3 separate regions of the Sus scrofa genome follow, and regions 2 and 3 are each linked to region 1. The links are chromatin contacts, called in public HiChIP or PLAC-seq maps. All regions are on one chromosome and are shown on one strand. Each heading gives the region's core, a stretch centred on a gene start, on an enhancer-like site or on the middle of the called end of the contact. The rest is flanking DNA. Distances are from core to core; before and after follow the strand shown. Region 1 overlaps FGR (tyrosine-protein kinase Fgr). Region 2 overlaps LOC106507624 (a long non-coding RNA gene). Region 3 overlaps WDTC1 (WD and tetratricopeptide repeats 1).

The links. HiChIP or PLAC-seq counts read pairs in DNA pulled down with a chosen protein or histone mark.
Region 2: an H3K27ac HiChIP or PLAC-seq map of alveolar macrophages shows a contact between it and region 1. The contact joins two enhancer-like sites. A contact is called at or near these places in 3 of 47 Hi-C or Micro-C datasets (embryonic fibroblasts, fetal heart ventricle and mesenteric adipose tissue) and 1 of 2 datasets of contacts at active chromatin or transcription factors (alveolar macrophages).
Region 3: an H3K27ac HiChIP or PLAC-seq map of alveolar macrophages shows a contact between it and region 1, with 7 times the contacts expected there. The contact joins two enhancer-like sites. A contact is called at or near these places in 1 of 5 promoter capture datasets (fetal liver), 20 of 47 Hi-C or Micro-C datasets (alveolar macrophages, blood, embryonic fibroblasts and 14 more) and 2 of 2 datasets of contacts at active chromatin or transcription factors (alveolar macrophages and skeletal muscle).

What each region holds. Positions count from the first base shown.
Region 1 is chr6:84,813,904-84,817,773 of Sscrofa11.1, reverse strand. It overlaps FGR (tyrosine-protein kinase Fgr), which reads left to right. Exons shown (of 13, transcript XM_021095651.1): 6 at 2,073-2,176; 7 at 2,419-2,568; 8 at 3,404-3,559; 9 at 3,658-3,837. Among named protein-coding and RNA genes, the nearest start is that of FGR, 15 kb to the left of the region's middle. Within about 2 kb of position 2,228, at least 4 of the 83 cell types and tissues checked have an H3K27ac peak or open chromatin away from gene starts, as enhancers often do. A contact at or near this core is called in alveolar macrophages, where this site is marked.
Region 2 is chr6:84,334,256-84,338,125 of Sscrofa11.1, reverse strand. The region is part of intron 1 of LOC106507624 (a long non-coding RNA gene); the gene reads left to right. Among named protein-coding and RNA genes, the nearest start is that of FAM46B, 25 kb to the right of the region's middle. Within about 2 kb of position 1,720, at least 27 of the 83 cell types and tissues checked have an H3K27ac peak or open chromatin away from gene starts, as enhancers often do. A contact at or near this core is called in alveolar macrophages, where this site is marked.
Region 3 is chr6:84,527,355-84,531,224 of Sscrofa11.1, reverse strand. It overlaps WDTC1 (WD and tetratricopeptide repeats 1), which reads right to left. Exons shown (of 15, transcript NM_001135964.1): 12 at 1,058-1,293. Among named protein-coding and RNA genes, the nearest start is that of TMEM222, 18 kb to the left of the region's middle. Within about 2 kb of position 1,849, at least 15 of the 83 cell types and tissues checked have an H3K27ac peak or open chromatin away from gene starts, as enhancers often do. A contact at or near this core is called in alveolar macrophages, where this site is marked.

The DNA.
Region 1 (3,870 bases), core at 979-3,478:
TAGGGCCTAGGACGGTTTCCTTGGGGGAAGGAAGAAATGTGGGCATAGGGAAGAAATGAGGTGGCTGGGATGGGGAAGCTGCAGATGGGGCCAGGTCAGGGGCGGGGATGGGAGGAAGAGGGGTTCCTAAGCAAAAAGGAATGGATGGGATCCAGAGCTCAAATGGGCTGAGCCCTTCTTCTGGGGAGGGGGGAAGGAGGCATGGAGGAGGGGAGAGGTGATGAGGCAGAAAGCGAGAGGTGTGGGGGTACGTGCTTGTGTCCACATCTCAGAGGAGGCAGTGTCATGAAGCTCAGAGAGGCACTCGGTGCAGCATCGTGGTTAAAAGCAGTGTCGTGGTTTAAGAGTGCAGGCCCTAGAGCAGACAGCTTGGGTTCCTATTCTGGCAACATAGCTTAAGAGCCCAGAGCTGTGGCTAAGTTGCTTAACCACTAGGCATTTCAATTTCCTCATCTATCTAATGGAGGTTAATACACTACTTATTTCATAGTGTTGTTCTAAAAATTAAGTGAATGCATATATGTATTACAGCAGAGCCTGACACCAAATAAGTGCTGTTATTATTATAGCAGTTAATAAGGAAGTAGCTGATGTCATGGGTGGGTTGGGGGCAGGGCTTTGAAAAAACTTGGGGATGTGTCCACACAGTCCTTCAGTAATTTCTCCTTCCACACCCTGCCTGTCCTCCTGGACATTCTGCTTGCCAATGCCATCTCCTGTCCCCCAAACGCTGCCTGGTACCCAGGTATGGACTGACAGTCCCAGAGTTCACTGAGGCTGCCACCTCCCTTGATTTGAAAACTATACTCCTGTTGATTCAGCCCAGCATGGTCACGGGCCCATTTAGTGGTCAAATGACATCTGCGTCCTTTACGACACCTGTGGTCACTTCAGCTCCCCAGGGTACTCTCACAGTTGGTTAAAGCTACCATTCGGCCCCAGGAAGAACATCCAAGAGGCAGCAGGAATGCTCGAGGTCTGAGGTTGAAGTTGAGACTTAGTTTTAATTTTTTAATTTTTTGTCTTTTTGTCTTTTCTAGGGCCGCACCCACGGCATATGAAGACTCCCAGGCTAGGGTTCCAATCAGAGCTGTAGCTGCCAAGATCCAAGCTGTGTCTGTGATCTACACCACAGCTCACGGCAACACTGGATCCTCAACCCACTGAGCAAGGCCAGGGATCGAACCTGCAGCCTCATGGTTCCTAGTCGGATTTATTAACTACTGAGCCATGGGAGTTCCCGTTGTGGCACAGCGGTTAACGGATCCGACTAGGAACCATGAGGTTGCAGATTCGATCCCTGGCCTCGCTCAGTGGGTTAAGGATCCGGCATTGCTGTGGCTGTGGTGTAGCCCGGCGGCTACAGTTCTGATTCGACCCCTAGCCTGGGAACCTCCGTATGCCGCGAGTGCGGCCCTAGAAAAGGCAAAAAGACCAAAAAAAAAAAAAAAAAAAGGCACTGAGCCACGACGGGAACACCAAAGCTGAGACTTAGAACAATATCCAAATTGAAGAGCATGAAGGAAAAGCAGCAGTCAGAGCTGGACAGGAATAGTCAAAAGAGGGACAGAGAATCAGGAAAGGGTGTCGTTCCAGAAACCAAATGAGGAAAGGGTTTGAGGTGGGTGCAGGGAGAGGAACCTGTGTGATTGCCTGGAGTGGTGGAAAGAGAAGTAGGGTGGTGGCAAAGGTTTTCAGGTAGAACCTCTCAGGCCAGCCTTGTGGGCAGGTCGCTTCCCCTCTCTGAGCCTCAAGTTCCTCATCTATAAAATGAGCCTGTGGAAGGAGCCACAGTAAGCTGATCACTGAAAACTGGGATTCTAGCAGTTGTAGTTCAAGAGAAACCCAGAGAGTGGAAAAGAGAAGCCTAACGTTTATTGGGCAAACTACTATGTCCCAGGCTTTCTACATTCCCCCTCTCTGGGATCCTCCTGACCAGGCTGCCAAGCAGGCATGTGGTCCCTGTTTCAAGGTGAGGAGCTCCAATCTTGGTGGGTGAGATGACTTTTCCCGGGAGGCTGAGTCTGGGGTTCAAGGGGATATACCTGACTTCTGCCCACCCTTCCCAACAGGTGGTACTTTGGAAAGATCGGGAGGAAGGACGCGGAGAGGCAGCTGCTCTCCCCGGGCAACCCCCGGGGGGCCTTTCTCATTCGGGAGAGCGAAACCACTAAAGGTGGGAGCTGTGCCATTGCCCGCCCAACCGGAAGCCGGGCCATTAGGGCAGGGCCAGGAGCAGTGGCGGGAAGCTTGGGTCTGGACCAAGACTGGGACGGGTTGGAGGCCAGAGCTAAGACTAGGACTGGTTTCAAAGGATATGGCCATCCACTTTTAGGGGCCCCAGCCTTTCGGGCCCCCCTGGGCTTCCAGACTGGGGGTGAGGAGGAAAACGGGCCCAAAGGTCACCCTTGCCCACAGGCGCCTACTCCCTGTCCATCCGGGATTGGGACCAGGCCAGAGGCGATCACGTGAAGCATTACAAGATCCGCAAACTGGACACTGGCGGCTACTACATCACCACGAGGGCCCAGTTTGATTCGGTGCAGGAGCTGGTGCAGCACTACCTAGGTGAGGGCCGCCCCCCCCGGGGGGGGCGTGCACTTCGGATTCCTGAACTAGCCCGTTAAGACTGAGGCCCAGAGAAGGGAAAGGTCTCCCAAAGCAGTGGCTGGGCCAGAACTAGAACGCAAGTGTGTGGGCTCCCAGCCCAGGATCCTGCTCTGTAGGTTTCCAGAGGAAACTGAGGCAGGAAGTGATCCCTGGCCAAATGGCGCCCCCTAATGTCTAAACTGGGCAGGAGACTGAATGGACCTGACTTGGAGGAGGGGCTGTGGGGTGGAGGAGGGAAAGTTAACACTGATACCCAGGTTTCTGCCCTGGTTGGTTAAGCCAAGGATAGGTCTGTGGAAGGGTGAGGGCTTGTGTTTACATCTTTGTCAGGAATTCCCAAGTCCATTTCCACCTGTCAGAATCCTACCTTATCCTTGGAGGCCCAGCTGGAGACCACCTCTGATGGGAAGACCCCCAGTCCTTCGAGGAATCATCTCTCCCTCTCGGTGCCACCTTCTTCCCTATTCAGTGGGCTGGTTGCCTTATGCTCTGGCCTGTGACCTCAGCTGTGGCGTAGCTCCTGGTTTGTTTGTTTGTATGGCCCGGCTCATTGCATGTGGAAGTTCCAGGGCCAGGGATCGAACCCACACCACAGCAGCAACCAGCACCACAGCAGTAACCTGCACCATAGCAGGAACAACAAGGAATCCTTAACCTGCTGCAGCACAAGAAAACTCCCAGCTTGGCCTAGTTCCTCATAACTGATCCTGGGGTCTCGGGCAGGATGAAGAATGTGTTGGGCATCCTGGCCTGCCTTTGGCCTCCAACCCCCCCCAACCCTCTACTCCCCCAGAAGTGAACGATGGGCTGTGCCACCTGCTCACGGCAGCCTGCACCACCATGAAGCCGCAGACGCTGGGCCTGGCCAAGGACGCCTGGGAGATCAGCCGCAGCTCCATCGCTCTCGAGCGCCGGCTGGGCACTGGCTGCTTCGGGGATGTGTGGCTGGGTACCGAGGTCCCCGGGGGTGGGAGCTGGGGCCCGAGGCTGGGACGAAGGCTTGGGGCGGCGGGGAGTCGGTCCTGACAAGCCACGGCCGCTCGACAGGCATGTGGAACGGCAGCACAAAGGTGGCAGTGAAGACGCTGAAACCGGGCACCATGTCCCCGAAGGCCTTCCTGGCGGAGGCGCAGATCATGAAGCTGCTGCGGCACGACAAGCTGGTGCAGCTGTACGCCGTGGTGTCGGAGGAGCCCATCTACATCGTGACGGAGTTTATGTGCCACGGTGAGGGGCAGGGGCAGGAGGCGGAGTCCAGGA
Region 2 (3,870 bases), core at 471-2,970, 480 kb after region 1:
ACCTGTTCAGGTGACACCAGCAACTGCATCCTCTGGGTCCCCACTGTGCCCAACACTTACTTCAGGACAAAGTGCCCTGTGTGCTTCTCTGCCAGCCTCCCCCTCCAGATTGTCTGCTCCCCAGGGCAGGAACCAGGTCTGATTCTCACTGGATGTGCAGATCGTGGCAGATGCTGTTGGAGGAATTTATGAACACTCTTTTTTTTTTTTTTTTTTTTTTTTTTTGGCCTTCGTCTTTTTAGGGCCATACCCACGGTATATGGAAGTTCCCAGGCTAGGGGTCTAATTGGAGCTACAGCCTCTGGCCTACACCACCGCCACAGCAACACAGGACCCCGAGCTGCGTCTGTGGCATACACCGCAGCTCACAGCAACACTAGATCCTTAACCCACCGTGCAAGGCCAGCGATCAAACCTGCATCCTCATGGATATTAGTCGGGTTTGTTAACCACTGAGCCACAACAGAAACTCCAATTTATGAATATTCTTTTTTTTTTTTCTTTTGTCTTTTCTAGGGCTGCACCTGCGGCATATGGAGGTTCCCAGGCTAGGGGTCTAATTGAAGCTGTAGCCACCGGCCTACGCCATAGCCACAGCCACACCACATCCCAGCCACATCTTCTACCTACACCGCACTTCACAGCAACGTCAGATCCTTAACCCACTGATCCAGGCCAGGGATCGAACCCACAACCTTAGGGTTCCTAGTCGGATTTGTTAGTCACTGAGCCAGGATGAGAACTCCTACATTAGCTATTTTTAACGGCGCCACGACAGGAACTCCTCCAATTTATGAATGTTCTTAATGTGGACCACACTCCACTGCTGGTGAGGGAGCTTTGGATCCTGGGAGGGCAATTCATGCACGTTACCTAACACTTCTCGGCCTCAGTTTCCACATCTGTACAATGAGGATAATATTTCCTATGTGCTGAAAACACAGATGGGAAGGAAATCTTAAGTAACTCCTGCATGTTTTCCCTTTGCCTCTTCTAGTTTCTATTCTCACCCCACCTTCGGAATACGACGAACAGGAACAGGGTCATTTCCTCTGGCTCCCCACCCTGCAAGCCCACAGGAAGTGTTCAGTTAAGTGTCTTCCTTCTACCCCCACATCCTGGCCTGGTTCCTGAATGAAGCAGGGCAGGGAAAATGGTCTCGGGGCCAGGGCACCCATCATGGGTCGTCAAGGAGTGGAGCCTATTTAGCAGAAGCCTTGGGCTTCAATTCTGGGGAGCTGAGAGAAAAGGGGGTGGGGGACCGTGGACCTGAACACCGAAAAGGAAACCCCAAGAGAAAAACTTAAAGGGGGTAGTTTCTGTCGTGGTGCAGCAGAAACGACTCTGACTAGTATCCATGAGGATGTGGGATCCCTGGCCTCGCACAGATACGGCATTGCCGTGTGCTGTGGTGTAAGTCACAGATGCGGCTCAGATCCCTTGTTGCTATGGCCGCGGCGGTGGCCAGCAGCTATAACTCCGATTTGATCCCTAGCCTCGAAACTTCCATTTGCCACGGGGGAGGCCCTCCAAAAAAGCAAAAAAGGAAAGAAAGAAAAAAGAAAAAGGGAGAGAGGCTGAAAGAGGCTCCATGTTCAGATCCCAGCCCCGATGCATCCCAAGCCATAGGAGCCCACCTGTTTTTCTGGTCCCTACTTCCCTGAACAGCTTCTTCCGGGGTTGGAGGGAGGGGCGGGGTGTGGGCGGAATGACTTCCAAATAACTGGGATTCGGGCACCACCTCGTGGCCATTCATGAAACTGCCCACTCAGGCTGAGGGGAGCCCAGAGGTCTAAGAGTAGAGGGAGCCAAGCCAGCCCTCCTCCAAATGTCCAGGCCTCCTTTGCATTTATTGAGCACTAACTGTATTCCAGACTCTGTGCTCAGCATTCTCAGGTCTTTACCACATTTAATTCTTGAAACAGTCTTAAAAGGCAGGTAATACGTAATACCATTTTACAAATCAGTCACAGGAGTTCCTGTTGCGGCCCAGCGTGTTAAGAATCCGACTAGTGGAGTTCCCGTCGTGGCTCAGTGGTTAAAGAATCCGACTAGGAACCATGTGGTTGTGGGTTCGATCCCTGGCCTTGCTCAGTGGGTTAAGGATCCGGCGTTGCCATGAGCTGTGGTGTAGGTTGCAGACGCGGCTCCAATCTAGCATTGCTGTGGCTCTGGCGTTAGGCCAGTGGCTACAGCTCCGATTGGACTCCTAGCCTGGGAACCTCCATATGCTGTGGGAGCAGCCCTAGAAAAGGCAAAAAGACAAAAAAAAAAAAAAAAAAAAAAAAAGAATCCGACTAGTATATATGAGGATGCAGGTTCGATCCCTGGCCTCACTCAGTGGGTTAAGGATCCAGCGTTGGCTTAAAAAGAAAAAAAAAATGCAGAAAGAAACTGAGGCAGAAGCTGAGGCAGAGAGAGGTGAAGGAGTTTTCCTGAGGCTGTGCAGCTACTAAGTGGACCAGAAGAGCTTCTCTCTGTACAGGAGAGCAGCAAAGCAGTCGGTCCTGCCTCTTAGCAGCTGGTTGGCCTTAGGGCCTTTCAGCTTTTTTTTTTTTTTTTTTAGGACCATATCCATGGTATAAAAACAGCCCTTAGCAGCTTCCTACTGATGGGAATAACATGCCAATTCTTTTTTTTGCTTTTTAGAGCTGCACCCATGGCATATGGAAGTCCTCAGGCTAGGGGTCAAATCGGAGCTGTAACTGCCGCCCTACACCGCAGCCGCAGTAATGCCAGATCTGCCAGATCTGCGACATACACCACAGCTCATGACAACGCTGGATCCTTAACCCACTGAGCAAAGCCAGGGATCGAACCCGCATCCTCCTGGATACTAGTCAGGTTTACTACCACTGAGCCACAACAGGAACTCCAGCCTTTTAGCTTTAATTCAAATATTTTTGGTTCAACTATACATCAATAAAATTAAATATATGAATGAATGAATGAGAGTTTCTGCTGTGGCACCCTGGGTTAATGATCTGGCTCTTCTCTGTGGCATTGCTGGTTGGATCCCCAGCCTGGAGCAGCAGGTTAAGGATCTCTCATTGTGGCAGCTACAGCGTATGTTGCAGTAGCGGCTTGGATTTAATCCCAGGCCCAGGAACTTCCATATGCCACAGGGGCGGGGGGAAGAATGAGTAAATAAATTTCCTTTTTTTTTTTTTTTTGGCCGCCCCACGGTATATGGAATTCCTGGACCAGAGATTGGATCCAAGCCACAGCTGCAGCAAGGCAGGGTCCTTTAACCTACTGTGCCGGCCAGGGATTGAACCTATGCCTCTGCGGTTCCCAAACCACTGAGGTTGGATTCTTAACCCACTGCGCTACAGCAGGAACTCCTAATCTAAAAACAAACAAAAAATTGGGGGGGGGTCCTGCTGTGGCGCAATGGGATTGGCAGTGTCACGGGACTGCTGGGATGAAGGTTTGATCCTCAGCCCAGCACAGTAGGTCAAGGGTCAGCACCGCCACAGCTGCAGCTTAGGTCAAGATTGTGGCTCGGATCTGATCCCTAGCCTGGGAACCCCATTTGCCAAGGTGCAGCCAAAAAAAAACAAAAAAAAACCAAAAACACATTTTTTAATATGTTTTTGGTGCTGTCTCTGTGCCAGACTCTACACTGGGCACTGGGATGTCCTGTAATTCTCCATCTCAGTCCCTGTTAATCCCCTTCACAACACAGACGCTTCCTTTCCAGAGCTAAAAATTGATCTCAGAACACAGAATAGGTGCTCAGTAAACCTCTGCGAATGAACTCATAGATCAATGAATGAATACAAGATTTTTAAAAAACTGAAAACGTGTCCCTGTCCTTAAGGCGCTGACAGCCTGTTGAGGGAGGCAGATTGGCAAAGGGCAGACGTG
Region 3 (3,870 bases), core at 600-3,099, 290 kb after region 1:
AGCACACAAGTTATCATGGATCCCAACGGAGGTACTGACGTGTTAGGGGCCTTGGGTAAATCTTACCACTATTGCCAGTGACTTGTTCCTGCCTGCTTCAGGGGTCTGGCATGTGCTGGCCCCTGTGCCAGGAGGCAGGAACTCTTGACTCCCACAGCTCTACTACATATCAAGCTAACTCTTCCTCTCCAAGCTCAAGATCTCAGCCTGTACGTCTCTTCCTCAAAAACCCCAGACAGCCACCAACCCCCCTCCTGCCCCCCCGCCTCCCCCATCTACATCTTATCAGGTCCCCAGGACATCCTCTGTTTTTCCTTCACTGCTTGGTTCCTTCACTAGGCTATAGACTCATGAGTACAGAAGTTCCATTCGACTTGTTCCCAGATGTGTTCCCAGGACCTAGCACAGTACCTGGCACTATTCAGACAAAGGAATCAATCCGTGGTTAGTGAACTGCAAAGCAGACAGGGAGGATCCATGTCTGCCCCACTGAGCTCCCCTCTCAAGTTTATCACTCTCCAGTGCCAGCCAGGTGAGCTGGGCAGGGCCTTAAACGCTCTCGGTGCAGATAAGGCAGTAGCAGAGTCTGTGCTTTGCTCAAGGTCACAAGGTTACACATGGCAGAGCTGAGACTGGAACTGAGGCTCCACACCTGTGCCTGAGGCAGTTCTACTGCCCTGTGTTGCTGTCTCTTCTGCGCCCCTGTAAACTGGAGCCAGCACACCAGCCAAACCACCCCCCCGCCCCCCCGGCTCCGGCCCAGACCCCAGTGGAGGGGCCAAGGCCCTGTCAGCGAGCAGGAGAGAATGACCTTCGAGGCACACTGGGCTCAGCCGACTCCTATCCTGAGTCCTGGGGGAACTACATCAGGTGCCTTAAATGTGCTACTGCTAATCCTCATTTCAAAGAGACCAAGTGGCTGTCTCGAGGTCACACGGCTTCTCAACCAGTATCTGAGCCCAAGGTGCTCCAACCCAAGAACTATATTCTCTCCAGAATGTCACGCAGCACGTCAAACAGAAAGAGTGACAGCAACCCCTCCTCAGTGCCCACTCACCACCATCATTTTTGGAGAAGAGGGCGGCCGTGATGTCGCGTCCCAGTGCATCACAAGCGCTGCTATGGGCCTGCTCCGGGAACTTCCCTTTGAAATCATCCAGGCACTCCAGGGCCTCAGCCACGTACTTGAGCTCAAAGAGGCATCGGGCCAGGCGGAAGTGTGCCTTCAGGTGGCATGGATTTAGGGAGATGGCCTTCAGGCAGTCCCTCAGGGCATCATAGTGGTCACCATCCCTGGGAAGGCAGGGGAATATGGCTTGGAGGTGGGGTCACATGGCAAGCAGGGAGTTCCCACTCGTTCTCCTTCACTTTCTATGGCCACCCCAGCCCACCTTTGAGAGATCTCAGGGCAAGGGTACTTGGGGGTAAAGAGAATTCGGGCTCAACCCAGGCCTTGCTCACCAGGAGACAGAATATGTTAAAGAGGCAGGGCAGGGAGTTCCTGCTGTGGCTCAGAGGGTTATGGATTTGACTAGTATCCATGAGGATGCAGGTCCGATCCCTGGCCTCGCTCGGTGGGTTAAAGATCTGGTGCTGTTATGAGCTGTGGGGTAGGTCACAGATGTGGCTTGGATCCCTCATTGCTGTGGCTGTGGTGTAGGCTCAGATTTGACCCCTAGCCTGGGAACTTCCAAATACTGCAGGTGCAGCCGAAAAATAAAGGAAAAAAAAAAAAAAAAGAGGCAAGCCAGGAACCTGGAGGTCTTGGCAGGGTAGGAGGTGGGAGGTGGGTGTGTGGCAAAAAGCAGTGTCCGGCTGCCCTCTGCTGGACACAGAGTGCAAGTGCATACCCAGTCATCCCAGGCACCCGCAGCTCTGCAGCAGAAGGCCTGGCATCTTGCCTGCCTCAGGCTCCCCAAGCCCTCCTTCTCTCCTCCACTGTCCACCTCCTCAAATCCCCCCGGCTGGCCTTCAAAGCCATGTCCAAGGCAGGGGGCCCTCAAGGGCAGTTCTGTGGTCTGAGGAAGCCAGAAGTGCTAGGCTGGGGACTCAGGCTCTGACCAGCAGGCAGCAAGCCCTCAGCCAGACCCCCCTCTGTCCTGGCTGACTGATCCACAGCAGCTGTGGCCTCTACCTCCCGGGGCTGGAGGATGGGGCCTGACAGTCTGGCAGAGTCAGTTCTCTGGAAGCTGATGGTGGGGGGTCAGGCAGGGGGTGCAGCACACCAGGAGCGCCACATCATCCACTCTAACTTCTCCAACTCCCAAGGCATGGATATGCGGACGTGGGGATGGTTTTGGGGGTGGGAACTGGGGGAGAGGCCAAAGAAGCTCCTCTTGCTCCTGTCTTGTGGCAGAATATAAGATACTCATTTCCCACGTTTCATCTGGAGAGCCAGGTGGGTCACGGGAGCTACTGCTCCTTTAGGAGCTGTTTTTTTTCCTGCTGGGCTGAGGAGGGCCTAGGACCCAAGTGTGCTAAGCAGCACTCCCCAGAACTAAAGTCCCCTCCCCCAAGGCATGGCTCACAAGCCTCCTGCATGGGGCCGAAGCAGCCCTGACTGATGGGGGAGAGGGCTCCCTGAGCCTCCTCTCCCACAGCACTCAGAGGGAGCATCAGGTCCCTGCAGCAGCCACGCTCAGTCCAGGAACAAGCAGCCCAGTCCAGCTGGGGGCCCGCAGGAGACAGAGTGCTTCGATGGCATGGCCTGCGTCAGAATGAGTGGCTGTGACGAAGGAGCACGCGCTGTTTGGAAACCCAATTACCGCCTGCAAGGTGCCCCTCAGAGCTCCTGGGGAGAGCCAGACCAGAGAGCAGCCAGGAGCCAGAGGGTGACAGCTCCCACTGCATCCAGGAGCAGATGGCAGCCCTGGGGAGACTGGCCTGGGACAGAATGTGACATTCTAGGGGTCACTGGCAGGCATGAGGGGATGGGGAGAGAGCAGGCTGGCCCGAGGGCTCACCCATCCAGACTCACTGCCAGATCAATCTCCCTGAAAAGACAGCCCTCAGCACATCCCTCTCCTGCTCAAAACTCTTCAGTAGCTGCCCATCATCCACTGAATCGAGGCCAAAACGCCACCGCTCTGCATTCCAAGTCCTTCCCAGGCTGGCCCCAGGCTACCTCACAGACTCATCTCCTGCCAGTCCCTTCCAGAACCCTCTGCTCCAGCCAAATGGATTTGTTGTTCTGCAAACAAGCTCTTCAGTCAGTCCCCCACCCCCACGCCTTTGTTCACACCATTTCATCTCCCTGGGAATGTCCTTTCCCCACAGTCCCCTCCTCCTTTCATCTCCTCGTCTAAGCCTGCCCACACTGAAAGCCCATTCAGACACCACATCTTCCTGGTGCTTCCCTGATCCCCAGTTAAAGGGACCTAACTTTGCCTGAAGCCCACAGCACTTCACCTGACCATTCAAAGACTTCCTGCTTCTGCCTCTTGGGTGACGAGCTATGTCCACGTCTTTACCCCCTGTCCAGAGGCCGGGCACTCGGGAGCACAGCAGCTCAGAGTGCCAGAGCTTTGTTTCCCTAGTTCCCATGGCATAGCAGGGATTCAGAGCCCAAGCTGAAGGTACCATGGACTGGGAAACCATTAGTCTCTCTTAGCAAGAATGCAGGAGGGAGACAGCTCTCAGCCCAGAGCCTGGACGAAGTCGACTGCATTCTGCCCACCTGCTGGGACAGAGGAAAACACCCCAGGATGGCCCCCCAACTGTCATCTCCTGGGGCTGGCTGCCATCTGAGCCCTTGGCAAACTCCTGATGCCTGAGCTAAGACCTGTGGGGGTAGCATCTTCTCAAACCCCTATCTACCATCCTGCTGACTTGGGTGGGTTTCTTAAGCTTCCCTCTCTGGCCTGCCTAGCT